3 separate regions of the Mus musculus genome follow, and all the other regions are linked to region 3. The links are chromatin contacts, called in public HiChIP or PLAC-seq maps. All regions are on one chromosome and are shown on one strand. The core of a region is the stretch at or near the end of the contact, and the rest is flanking DNA. Distances in the headings are between cores, read along the strand shown.

The links. HiChIP or PLAC-seq counts read pairs in DNA pulled down with a chosen protein or histone mark.
Region 1: an H3K27ac HiChIP or PLAC-seq map of bone marrow-derived dendritic cells shows a contact between it and region 3, with 6 times the contacts expected there. The contact joins the promoter of Aif1 here to the promoter of AA388235 in region 3. A contact is called at or near these places in 4 of 39 promoter capture datasets (the C10 cell line, frontonasal cranial neural crest, hippocampal neurons and 1 more), 2 of 115 datasets of contacts at active chromatin or transcription factors (astrocytes and bone marrow-derived dendritic cells) and 2 of 9 other capture datasets (adipose tissue and liver).
Region 2: a contact with region 3 is called in an HNF4G HiChIP or PLAC-seq map of pancreatic cancer cells. The contact joins the promoter of Msh5 here to the promoter of AA388235 in region 3. A contact is called at or near these places in 3 of 39 promoter capture datasets (cranial neural crest and liver), 2 of 115 datasets of contacts at active chromatin or transcription factors (large pre-B cells and pancreatic cancer cells) and 1 of 9 other capture datasets (adipose tissue).

What each region holds. Positions count from the first base shown.
Region 1 is chr17:35,173,310-35,177,806 of GRCm38.p6, reverse strand. It overlaps Aif1 (allograft inflammatory factor 1), which reads left to right and starts at 1,755. Exons shown (of 8, transcript NM_019467.3): 1 at 1,755-1,834.
Region 2 is chr17:35,044,359-35,048,382 of GRCm38.p6, reverse strand. It overlaps Msh5 (mutS homolog 5), which reads left to right and starts at 1,638. Exons shown (of 25, transcript NM_001146215.2): 1 at 1,638-1,683; 2 at 1,996-2,152; 3 at 2,330-2,453; 4 at 3,009-3,089; 5 at 3,207-3,269; 6 at 3,945-4,024. The coding sequence starts at 2,009.
Region 3 is chr17:33,979,072-33,983,732 of GRCm38.p6, reverse strand. It overlaps AA388235 (expressed sequence AA388235), which reads right to left and starts at 2,241. Exons shown (of 1, transcript NR_033305.1): 1 at 1-2,241.

The DNA.
Region 1 (4,497 bases), core at 506-3,005, 1.2 Mb before region 3:
GATAAAGAGGCCATGGAGGTATGCTTCATACTGGCTTGCTCCTCATGGCTGCTCAGCCTGCTTTCTACAGAACCCAGGATCACCAGCCCAGGATGGCCCCACCCACGGTGGGCTGGGCCCTCCTCCAATCATACTGATTGCGGGCATTTTCTCAGTTGATGATCCCTCTTTCAGATGATTCTGCTTGTAGCAAGTTGACAAAACTCTCCAGGGCAGTCCATCTAGAGTAAGTCATGGCGTATGTGTATTCAAGAACAATTTTCATTATCTCAGACTTTCTAGGGAAGTTAATAGTTTTGTTATTTTGTTTTGTTTTGTTTCGTTTTTTTTTTGTTGTTGTTGTTGTTTTTGACAGGATCTCAATTATGTAGTTCTTGGCTGGCCTTGGAACTATGTGTAGACCAGGCTGGCCCTGAACTCAAGAGATTCACCTGCTTCTGCCGCTTGTGTACTAGGATTAAAGGTGTGCACCAACACACCCAGCCTTCAAAAATATATATGTGTGTGTGTGTGTGTGCGCACACACACACACACACACACACACACATATATATACTTTTTAAAAATTTATTTTTGGCTTTTCGAGACAGGGTTTCTCTGTATAGCCCTGGCTGTCCTGGAACTCACTTTGTAGACCAGGCTGGCCTCAAATTCAGAAATCCGCTTGCCTCTGCCTCCCGAGTGCTGGGATTAAAGGCGTGCACCACCACTGCCCGGCTATCAAATTATATTTTAATTAACTTAAGACACATCCTACTCTGTAACCCAGGATACTTGAACGTTGAGTATGTAGATCAGGTTAGCCTTAAATATTCAGTAACTCCTTGAATTAAAAAATTAGTTCTTGGGCTGGCGAGATGGCTCAGAGGGTAAGAGCACTGACTGCTCTTCCAAAGGTCTTGAGTTCAATTCCCAGCAACCACATGATGGCTCAACTACCCATAATGAGATTTGATGCCCTCTTCTGGTGCATCTAAAGACAGCTACAGTGTACAATAATAAATAAATCTTTTTAAAAAAATTAGTTCTTAGGGTTAAATAAATAGCTCAGCCAAATAGTGTTCTGGCTGCTCTTCCAATGGACCTGGGAGTCTGTGGCAGCTCGCATTCTCTCATAACTCCTGCTTCAGAGTATCCAACACCCTCAATTGGCCTCTGGAATAGAACTGGTACACAGACAAACATGTAGGCAAAAGACCCCCGTGCCCACAACACACATTTTTTTTAAAGTTATTATTCAAACCAAGCAATGGTATTTTGTCCTGTATGTCTTTATTAAAAGTGTCACTGACTTCAAATCACAGCAGTTGGAAGGCTGAAGTCAGTTGTTCATCTTCAGCTATGTACTGAGTCCCAGGGCAGCCTGGGCTATATGAGATTCTGTTTCAACAAGATGAAAACAAGAGATCATGGGCTGGAGAGATGGCTCAGTGGTTAAGAGCACTGACTGTTCTTCTAAAGGTCCTGAGTTCAAATCCCAGAAACCACATGGTGGCTCACAACCATCTATAATGAGATCTGACACCCTCTTCTGGTGTGTGCCTGAGGACAGCTACAGTGTACTTATATATAATAATAAATAAATCTTTTTAAAAAAGAAAAAGAAAAGAGAAAACAAGTAGCCTGTGGGCTACTGACACTTGAAAGAAATCTTGGCAGTACAGGTACCTCAAGAGGACTGCTGGCCTCAGGAAAGGCTGGGCCACTGTGACCTCACAGAAAGGTAGCCGTGGTGATAGGCACCCAGTTCCTCCATCCTATTGTTTCCCTGTCAGGCTCCTCCAAGGCCCAAACTAACTGGAGCCAGACGAACCCTCTGATGTGGTCTGCACAGGTCAGTCTCCTGGGCAAAGAGCAGGGCTGGAAGAATGGAGGGTAAATAGAAGGCTCTCAGGGCACACACACGTGTGTACACACACACACTCTCGCTCTCTCTCCCTCACTTTCTGGACAGTGCATCCTTTTCCAGGCAGCACAGTCAGTTCACAGGCCTTAGTCCTCTAGTCACCCCCGTGAAGAGCACTGAACCACGGCAGAGGCTCGAAGCAGGCCGCCTCTAATCTCAGTGTTCTGACAGCACCTTCCCTGACTCCATCCCCAGGCCTCTTCTGCTACATTTTGTTTGGGGGTTTTGGTTTTTCTCTTAAATTTATTTTTATTCTCTGTCTGTCTGTGTGCAAGGGCATGACTGGACTGGTTAGAGGTCGGCTTGTGGAAATCTGTTCTTTCCTGCCTGTCTACCACGGGGGTTCTCGGTTCCCACTCAGGTCTTCATGGTGGCAGCACCTCACTCACAGAGCCCCACCCTAACCCCAGCCCTGGCTTTTCTTTTCAGACCTGTCTCAGGCTCACCTAGAACTCCACAAGACTGCTTGCCTCAAACCTTTGGCAGTCCTGACTCAGCCTCCACAGTGCTGGGAAACAGTCTTGCATCTCCCTGGCTGACTTTTTAAAATTCCATTTTTTGTTTTTTGTTTTTTTTGTTTTTTTCGAGACAGGGTTTCTCTGTATAGCCCTGGCTGTCTGGAACTCACTTTGTAGACCAGGCTGGCCTCGAACTCAGAAATCTGCCTGCCTCTGCCTCCCGAGTGCTGGGATTAAAGGTGCCCCCCCCCCCCCGGGCTTTTGGCTTTTGGGCGACTGTTGCTCTTACACACACACACACACACACACACACACACACACACACACACCTTCACACTAAGATATACAATCTCTAGCCCGGCAGTGGTGGCGCACGCCTTTAATCCCAGCACTTAGGAGGCAGAGGCAGGTAGATTTCTGAGTTCAAAGCCAGCCTGGTCTACATACAGAGTGAGTTCCAGGACAGCCAGGGCTACAGAAGAAACCCTGTCTCAAAAAACCAAAAAAAAAAAAAAAAAAAAAAAAAAAAGATATACAACCTCACTCACTTCCTGAGCAAAGCTCGTCACACTCTTGCAGTTTGCTAACTGATAAAGGTTTAATACAGAATCTTCTATTATAGCAAAACTCTTTTTGAGACAGGGTTTCTCTGTATAGCCCTGGCTGAGCAAGACTCTTTTAACCGGGTTTATGTTAATAGGGTGACTTTTGGAAAGTCCCTAAAGATAGGAATCTTGTTGCCAAGGGCAGGAATGAGGAAGAGAGCTATAACTTTCAACTCAACTGGTCAGTAGCCAATAGCTGATTATTTAAATAGCTAATGATTTAACGGACTATCCCAGATCCCAGCCTGGTGGTACTTCCTTAAACATCTGAGAAGATGCGTGTCAGAGGGCTGCCAGGGACTGTTAGTACAGGAGGGCACGGAGGCTCCAGACCCCCTCTCCTTGGTACCTCGTCTCACTGTTGCATCTGGCTGCCACTGTGTTGGATGCGTTATAATGAAGCACAGATGTGGGCAAGGTGCTTGGCTTGAGTCCTGTGAACCAGCCTGGCAAATTACCAGCTCTGAAGAGGGGCTTGTAGCATTCTTGACTTATAGGGCTGGCTGTCCAGAAGTACAAGAGGTCTGGACTTGAGACCAGATCTTAACCTAGAGCCATCTTGTAAGGACAGAGCCCCTCCACACAAAGGATTGGCCATCTTCAGTGTCAGAGCTGAATTCTACTATAGGATGCATCGTGAAAACCTCGTTTCCACCAGGAACTGAGGTTGCTGCTGGAGGAAATCTCCCATGAAGAGCTGTTAACTGGGGAACTGGTTGGATCCAGCTCCTACAAGCTCTCCTTTAATTTCCATACACATGCCAAGCTGTGAACACCTGCACACACAGTACAAATAAAACAGTAGAAATGAAATGAAAATTAAAACAAAAACAGCATACTTTCTCCTTTCTACCCACATATCTCCTGCATCCCTGAGAGCAATTTCTTGGCCATCTTCCATAATCATGCTATTCAAACCTGCCCTCTAAGTACAGAGCTCTGAATGGAGACCACGGGAGCAGACTTTTCATCTGTTGGCTCCCTGGGCCTAGCAGTGTACCCTGCAAACAGGAAACCTTCGCTCATCATTTATCACATGAATGTGGCTAGAGAACTGTCCCCACCAGACACTGAGAGCCTCTCACAGGGCCAGAGGGTGGCTGCCTCAAAGGCAGGCGAGAGGCTGCAGTCTTCTGCAGAGTGGACAGATACTGCCTGCCATACAAGGGGACATAGCCTGGGGCGGGGGGCACAAGGGAAGGGGCCTGAGTGCATTGGAGTCACAGCCCTCCCTCCCCTGGTGACCCAGTGACTGAGGGGACCAAGGCTATCCCTGGTATGAGGGGAGGGCATTTGCATGAGTTAGACCCCTGACAGCCCATGGTGGGGACAGGAAGTAGCTCTGTCTACTGTCTCTTTCAGTCTCACTTTCTGTTCCTCCAAAGTGTCTCTTCAAACTCTCAAATGACTTTGTAGATTCAGCCTAAGATCTCAAAGCAGGTGAGGCAGGAGGCTGGCACTCAAGAGCCTGACGAACACAAACCCAAGTCCTTCTGGGACATGTCTCCATGTGTCCCCAGTGCTCCTC
Region 2 (4,024 bases), core at 389-2,888, 1.1 Mb before region 3:
TCTATGCTGACCCTTGAGATCTGCACCAGAGCCTCTTCCCACTGATAAGAGAGATGGCTTCCATGAAGCCTTATTTCCCAGACACCTCCTTTTTTCCCTCTGGTCAGCAAGTGGCCAGCGGGCAATCTGCTCACAGTTAGATCGCTGGGAGAAACTTTAGATTCAAACAGGTTTGGCTGCCTCTCTTGGCTGTCTTTATGGCCGCAGCTGCTCTGATCATCACTATTGACTGTGGCTGCCTGAATTGCTACGCACACACAAATGCGTTATCTTGCCTTTATTTTCCAGGCTGCTCTGTCCTGGGATCACCCAGCAGTGCTCCTGGATTTGAAGCCAGGACTGCATTAAAAAAAAAAAAAATGTAGACTGCCATCTTATCTCTGAGCTCCCACTTCTTCTTTCTCCAGCTCTTCTTTTCTTCTGCTGCCTTCTCTTCCTGGGTCTGATCCCTTCCTCTTCTTGGTAAACCAGTCCCTAATCTCTTCATACCCCAGAATGGAAGGTGTGTCCCTCTCTGCCACTCCCCAGAGCTGTCACCAATAACCTCTTCCAGGTTTCCATAACTCCATTGCTCAATAATTTGCCAAGAGTAACCATTAACCCAGCCCTTAGACCTGCTCCCCTTTGGAGATGATTTTTCCAGTCGCTGATCAGCAGAGCCAGGTCACCTCATGCCATTTCTGAACCTCAGGCAGGATCTTAGTTTAGTGTAGCTAGGACAGTTTTTAAAAAATTATGTGGTGTGTGAGTGTGAGTGTGAGTGTGTGTGTACAAGCAGCACAGGTATGGAGGACAGAGGACAATCTGGGTACAAAATTGAAGGTACTTTTACCTGCTAAGCCAGCACTGAAGTTTTTGTTTGTTTGTTTATTGTTTTGTAAAGTATGGTTTTTTTTCTTTCCCTCAGAAACTCCTTCCTTCTCCTTCTTTCCCATCCAGATGGATCATCAGTCAGAGATACCCTGTGTCCTTAGGGGTGAGAGGACTGTAGTATGGTTGTATGTGTTCTAATTAGGTCTACTTTCAGAATTTAGTGTCTTTCAGATACTTATACTTCCTCTTCAGGGGTTCCAAAATAATCAAGCCCCGTGTTGCTCCTGTGGTTGGTGATCATCTCCTGCAATCAGGAAACAGGCAAAGTAGGTCTGAAACAGGAGTTAGTTCTTACTTCCACTTATTTATTTAAAACACTCATGTAGCGCTTACTTTGTTTGCTGGGCACTGTTCTGAGTTTTTTATAAATATTAACTTAGTGGGTACAAATATTAACGGAGTTGTTGCTGTTGGCACAGGTTGAATTAATGTTGCTTCTCTCCACTCTTCAGGAAGGAGGAAGACTGCCTCTGGCCCTTTAAGGTCGGCCTCCGGGCTCTGGCCTTCTCCACCGTGGCCCAGACCCTTTTTCCAGGCGGGGACCTTAGTTTAGGGCGGGCTCCGCCCAACATCAATCAAAGCTCTGCGACACGGCTGCTTAGCAACGGCAGAGGGCGGGAATTTTGAACACTCTAGCACCGCCCCCAATGCAAACGGACCAATCGACATCTAGCGTCCTCACCGCCTTCCCGTTGGATGGCTAAGCAGACCCTTTCAGCCACTAAGGGGGCGGGGCGAGCGCGCGCGGCCCACGCCTACAGGCTGCAGGCTTGCGGCGGTTGGTCAGGGAGGTGGATCGTCGCGGCTGAGGTGACGGAAAAGGCGGGAAAGTGCTGCGAATTGGCGGCTCCAGTGGGGTGGGGGTGGGGGAGGGGGTGGGGGTGGGTCAGGAGAGCGCGCTGCGGCTGTAAGGGCGTGGGTGGCGGGAGAGACTTGACGTGACAGCGCGCTCCGTCAGAGCTTCCAAAGCACGGCTTCGAGTGACAGGAATGAGGGTGGGACAGTAGCTCGGAGCTGCTCCCAACCTAAAGGGGCAGCCCCCGCGCCTGTCCCCTGAAAGCCCGCGCACCAGCCGCCTGCTGAATGCTGCTTTTGGACCTCCTTCCCCTCCCATGTCCTCAGAGTCGCCGAGCCCATGGCTTTCAGAGCGACCCCAGGCCGGACGCCGCCGGGACCCGGACCCAGATCCGGAATCCCCTCAGCCAGCTTCCCCAGCCCTCAGCCCCCAATGGCGGGGCCTGGAGGTATCGAGGAAGAGGACGAGGAGGAGCCCGCCGAGGTGTCCGCGGAGTTGGGAGGGCTGGGAGAGGCTGAGCCGACCCCGTTTCACGTTGACTAAACTCCCCATGAGTGCCTATCTCCGAGATTTGGTTAAATGATTAATAATAAGGGATGACCAATCCATGCCCTTCCGAGGGATTCAGATATCGATCCCCTTTCCTTCCTCGCGGGACAGATCCATCTGTGCGTGCTGTGGAGCTCGGGATACCTGGGCATTGCTTACTATGACACTAGTGACTCCACTATCCACTTCATGCCAGATGCCCCAGACCACGAGAGCCTAAAGCTTCTCCAGAGAGGTGCGACAGAGCCCTGCATTCCTCTCCTCTGGGGTGGGACGTGTGTTCACTCATACATCCTCATGTAGTTTATAGTCACCTGATTTAGGAATTACTTATTCAACACAACTTTATTAGGTACCTACTGTATGTGAAATGCTACAGATTTTGTCCCTGGCAAACCATGATTTTAGTGATAGTTTCCAGGACACTCTTGTTCCTTCCCACCGTGCCTTTACTAAGTCTCCTCCACTGCGCTCCCAGTGTGCAGACCATCCCTTACAGACATAAAATAACTTTAGTTTGGTTTTGGTTTTTTTTTGAGACAGGGTCTCACTATGTACTATGTGGCTCTGGTTTATCCTGAAACCTATTGTGTAGATCAGGCAGATTTTGATTTCATGGAGATTCCCCTGCCTCCCAAGGGCTGGGGTCAAAGGCATGTGTCACCATGCCTGGCTAAGATGATAAATTCTTGAGGAGAACAGACAGTGGCAGGAAGAGAGCCACCACTTTCCTCTTAGTCACAGTGGAGATATCCTTCGACTCATCAGGCACCTTCCTTCTCTCTTCAAGTTCTGGATGAAATCAACCCCCAGTCTGTTGTCACAAGTGCCAAACAGGATGAGGCTATGACTCGATTTCTAGGGAAGCTTGGTAAGGATTGCATAGAGAAGGGGAAATGGAAATAGACTACTAAATCTTTGGCTGGGAGGGAGCATGGGACAATGACAGGCCTGAACTGTACAAGACTGTGGCCTCTTGCCTCCACAGCCTCCGAGGAGCACAGAGAGCCAAAGGGACCTGAAATCATACTTCTGCCAAGCGTGGATTTTGGTAGCTCCTTCCTTTTATGTTACCAGCCCCCATCCCAGGGCCTCTGTCCTTTCTCTGAAAGGAGCTCCTATTATCAGAAACCTTGCCTCATGTACTCTTATCTGGAAGCTGCTTCCCACACCCCATCATGAGTCTCCCCGAGATCTCTCCTGCACCTTTACTATCTTTAGTACAACTTACTGAGAAACTATGGGGTTAGGTATGTGAGGAATGGGGGAGTGGAAGAAAATGGAGAGATGATACTCTTAAAAACAGTTTTGAACGTTGGAGCCAAAGTCCTTTGTTGCATTAAAAAGGAAACGGCACTGTTTCTGGGAACCATGGTCCATAAGGCACTCCCTACTTTGCAAACTTCCAGGTTTGCAAAAAGGACAGGAAATACAGGAAATGGGCAGTATTAGTATTAGTTCCATATATATCCACAATCCCTGCCATCTTGACCTTTTGCCTCCTGAGTCACTTGTCTCTCTCAGGTTGTGCTTATAGCCAGACATCTACATTACATAAAGAACCGAAAGAATGAGACTACATCTGTATGTTTTGATTCTTTCTTTAGCTTTCCTTAACCACCTCTATGGCCTTGGACAAGCCATATGGTCAGATTTGTTCTTATTGTTAAACTGGGGCAAGAGAATGGACCTATGAGACCTTTCACTCCCCATCCTCCCCAAATAGGTCCAGAGATAAGCAAACAGCGTCTCCTTTCCGGAAACTACTCCTTCATCTCAGACTCCATGACTGCTACTGAGAAAATC
Region 3 (4,661 bases), core at 992-3,491:
TGTTACAGCTTGCTTTCTTAGGACTTGACCATTATCCTCATTGCCTTGGTGCCCCTGAGAGATATCATCATTCCCAGAAAGCGGGAAACAATTTTATACACACTAAGCCCTCATTCCCAAGAGTGGGGTGGTAGGTATGTGGTTGTTGAGTGGGTGTAGAATAAGTAGCAGTGGTCACAAGATCTTAAAGGTTCTGGTCATGGAGCAAACAAAGGGAAGGAGATTAGATTCTGGGGTTTCTCTCTCTCTTTTTCTCTCAGTCGTTCTTTCTCTACTATCTGGCCAGGCATTGGTGGCACACGCCTTTAATCCAAGCCCTTGGGAGGCAGAGGCAGGCAGACGTCTGAGTTTGAGGCCAGCTGGTCTACAAAGTGAGTTCCAGGACAGTCAGGGCTATACAGAGAACCCTGTCTCGAAAAAAGAAAGAAAGAGAGAGAGAGAGAAAGAAAGAAAGAAAGAAAGAAAGAAAGAAAGAAAGAAAGAAAGAGGGGGAGAAAGAAAGATAGTTTTAATAATAATAATAATGGTAATAATAATAAATAATAATAACAAAATGTTTAGCCTCTCCTTTTGCTCACAATCCAGAAGAGGTAGTGGAAGAGAAAAGTTATTTAGATATGGGGGAAGTGGACCTGTTTAACAATAGCTTTTGGGGGGCAAGCTCAATTTTCTTTGTCAGCAGTTCAGTCCCATGGCAAACACCAAATACGAATCAACAGCTTCAGTCCAGACTTCTTGGCCAGCAGACCCCATACAGGAACCAGCAGGTACAGTCCAGTCCTCTCAGTAGGGAAACACCATGCCTGAATCAGCAACTGTAGAAACCAGAAGAGCAAGCAGACACAGAGCAAGCCTTTCCTTCTTCCAGGTCTTCATGTAGGCTTCCAGCAGAAGTCATGGCCCAGAGCAAAAAGTGGGAGGGGCTCCTGCTCAAATATTCTGGTTTACACCTGTGTCTTCCTACCTCAAAGAAAAGGATCAGAAATTGATTTTCACACTTCAAATTAAGCAAAAACACCTCACAGATGCTGCCCTCCATTTTGAGGTTTTAGTTAACCCCACATGTAGCTGACATCAAAGAATCATCACCATGGTCCCTGTCCGAGTTCTGGAACTGCTCTCTGGGGCTTTGCAGCTCCTTTTAGCACCCATGGCTCTGCCTCCTGCCTCCCCTCTTACAGGGAGTTTTCTTCCCACGGCTGGAAAAGCACGTAAAGTTCTTCTGGATGTAGTTTGATGAGAGCAGGGCGGCCTGAGACCTGAGAGCCCTGGAGAAGTGCAGATAGGAAGGAGGCCCTGGGGCAGCTCAGCAGCCTGGATCCCCTTTACCCTCAGCTCTGTGGGTTCAGACGCTGTCCTCTTTGTTTCTTCCACCAGGCGGCGCTGTTGCCCAAGAATGCGATGCTTCTCTTTCATCTTCAACAGGTGAGACTCTGGAGGGTCTGCAGTGGGAGGGAAGATGGGAAAGGGGACACCTTTCTCTGCAGGAATGCTCTGGATGTTGGGATGTCATGGGCTGTTACAAATTAGCATTCAAACGTCTGAGTCGAATTTATCTTGTTCATAGGGAATCAAAAACTCACATCAGCTCAAGTGCAAAGATGAGCACACACTGTGTCTTCTTCCTGGGATGAGGCTGTGACCCACTGGGCATGGTAGGTTCATAAAATGAAATATCATCTGTATTTTTAATTTTATGCTTTTTGACAAATTGTCATTTCAATACACTCTATTTCAACCATCTTTTCCTGTCCTGTTACAGAGCGCTCTTCATTGGCTGGTGGGACAGTGATGTCCAAACATTCCTGTGCCCTCCACTCCTGTCCTCACACTCTGGATGTGTAGGAGAAAGAGAAGGAGTATTTTTCAAATCATATTTTTAAAATTTTATTGTCATGAGATGTAATCATTTTTGTATGTGAATATGTATGTGCACTAGCACTAGCATTCGATCCCTGGGAACTGAAGTTGCAGATGGTTGACAGCCACCATGTGCTGATGGAACTCACCCTGGATCCTCTGCAACAGGAACTGTTACAAACGCGTTCTCTCACACCCGGCCAGGAAGAACACAACAACCAGAATCTTCTGCGGCAAAGCTTTATTGCTTACATCTTTATGGGGCCAGAGCGCCAGAGCGCGCGGGAGAGCGAGGGCGCGCCAGAGCGCCGAGTCCTATTGTTACATCTTTAGGCAGCGAGAGAGCGCAAGGCGCGCAGAGCCAGAGAGATGCCAGCGAGAGAGAGATGGCGGAAACCCCCTCCCTCTTTAAGGAGAACTATATTTTTGCTAGGATGCATCACTCCCTGATTGGCTGCAGCCCATGGCCGAGTTGTAGTCACGGGGAAGGCAGAGTACATGGGGGGAGGAGTACCCTGGCACATGCGCAGATTATTTGTTTACCACTTAGAACACAGGATGTCAGCGCCACCTTGTGACAGCGAATGTGGGGCGGCTCCCAACAAGGAACACGTGCTCTCAGCTCTGAGCCATCTCTCCAGCCACCACTGGAATGTTCACATCAAAACCACACAGCTGATCCACAGCCTGCTGCTGAGCACATGAGAGAAACTAGAGGCCCAGGAAGAGACAGTGTCAGTGCATAGCTCAGGAGGGAGGGGAGCTGGGCACTGATGGGGAGAGGCCTGAGGACAGAGACAGAGAGGGGCTGAGCAGGAGGGGACAGAGGCAAAGGGGGAGACCTAACTCCGCAGAGTCCCCTGTTGGAGGGTATCTCTGTCAGATTGCACTGGACACATCTGCAGAACCCTGCTGGTCTCTTCCATTTCATAGTGAACGCTATGCTGGTTTGAATGAGAACAGCCACACGGGCTCATAGGAATGAATCCTTCATATCCAGCAGATGGAACTCTTGAGAAAGATTGGAGGTGTGGCTTGGTTGGAGAAGTGTCACTGGGCTGGGCATTGAGGTTTTAAACATTTCCAGGCTCCAGGCACCTGCGTTTGGCTGTGCCTGTGGTCTGGCTGGACTTTAATGGCGTAGGTTGCGGAAAGCTGGACCAGGGACCATTATAGAGCAGGTGAACGTGCAGACCGCCATTGCGCATGAGCAGGAGCTGCTCAAGATGACTGACAGGCGTTTCAGGAAGTGCATCAGGAAGCCTGGGGCTCCTTGGACAACTCTGAGCAGGAATGCATCACCATATGCATGGACCGTTACAAGGACGCCTTGAACACTGTGTCCTACGCCTACAACTCTCGACTGCCACTGGAACAAGCCAACGTGTGATCGACACCTGTGCTTTCTGACAGTGCTCTCAGAAGACAGCAAGGACCAGTGTGAGTGCAGGGACATGGCTGACCCACTGAGCTGTGACCTCATGAGAGAGCAAGCCAATGAAGCACTGATGGGAGGGTGGGGAGGAGCGACTCCCACTGTTCCCAGTGTCTCTCCTTTGGTATGCAGATAGATGTGTGAGCTTACACTGTTCTTGTACCATGTCTTTCCTCTGCCGTCATGGATTCACATTCTCTGAAAGTAGAGAACAGATTAAAAACATTCACAACTTGATGGGGTCCCAACGTCTTATAGTCGTAGAAAAGTAACGAAAGCCAAGTGTGATGACACAGGCCATTAATCCCAGCAGACAGGCGAACTCTGTGAGTTCAAGGCCAGCCTGATGAACATGGTCATCTGTGGAGACCCACCTTGCCTTATAAAAACAGGATAAAACAGAAGAAAAGTAACAGAGACAGATCCTTCTGTGGAGCTGCTTAAGGCCAGTTGCTTCCCTAGTCAGGATGAAACCTAAGAGCATCAAGTTCTCAGGGAAACGGGGGAGAGGTCAGGTCAAACTCCACACAACCAAAACCTGTGTAAACTTAATCTTTCCCAATATCACTGATCAGGGGTGAAACCTCGAAACACCAGTGTGTGCTCTCTGGCATGAGGATCATCTTTCTTCCAGTGTCCACACTGCACAGGCGTGAGGAACTCTGGGGCCAACTCAGTTATCAGATCCAGTGTCCCACACAGCTGTGACATTCATGTCTCTCACCTCATCAGCTCTTAAGTGTGAGTGAAGGTCAGGGAGGGAGGGAGAGGGTCAGAAATTACATAACTTCTACCACACTATCATCCTTTTTCTGTGGTATAGTCGGTGACAGCTCCTCTCCTACTGTGATTAAGTCACTAAAACAAATGTACCTTGGACGTGCAGACACAGAGAAGTGCAGTGGAGACAGCGATCAGTGCCCTGCTGTCTGTGGTCTGCACAGGGGTCTCTCTTCAGTGGACAAGGGGGTCTCCTGTGCTGAGACAACGACAATCCACTTGGACAATCTCAGAAGCCTCTAACCCTGAGGCTGAGAAGACAAATCCTAAGGGGAGAGCAAAGTCTACACTTAACAGATGAGAGTCCTGCACTCAGGCTTGGCAGTGTGAACCACCCCTTGCAGGTGAACAGAGCCTGGTCTCTGTGGGGTCCGTGTGGGCTTGCAGGCCAGCGCCTCTGCTTTAAGGAGAAACCTCTCTCCACTGCGTCCCCAAGCGCTTGTGTCCCCATTGTATTCCCGGAAGTGGCTTTTCTTCTAGAAGACACTAGGGTGTGACTTCTGAAGAGAAGAAGGAAGAGGAAGGGTGGAGGAGAGGACATAGAGAGTCTGGCCTGAGAGTCTCTCCTGGTGTCCTGACAGCTTCT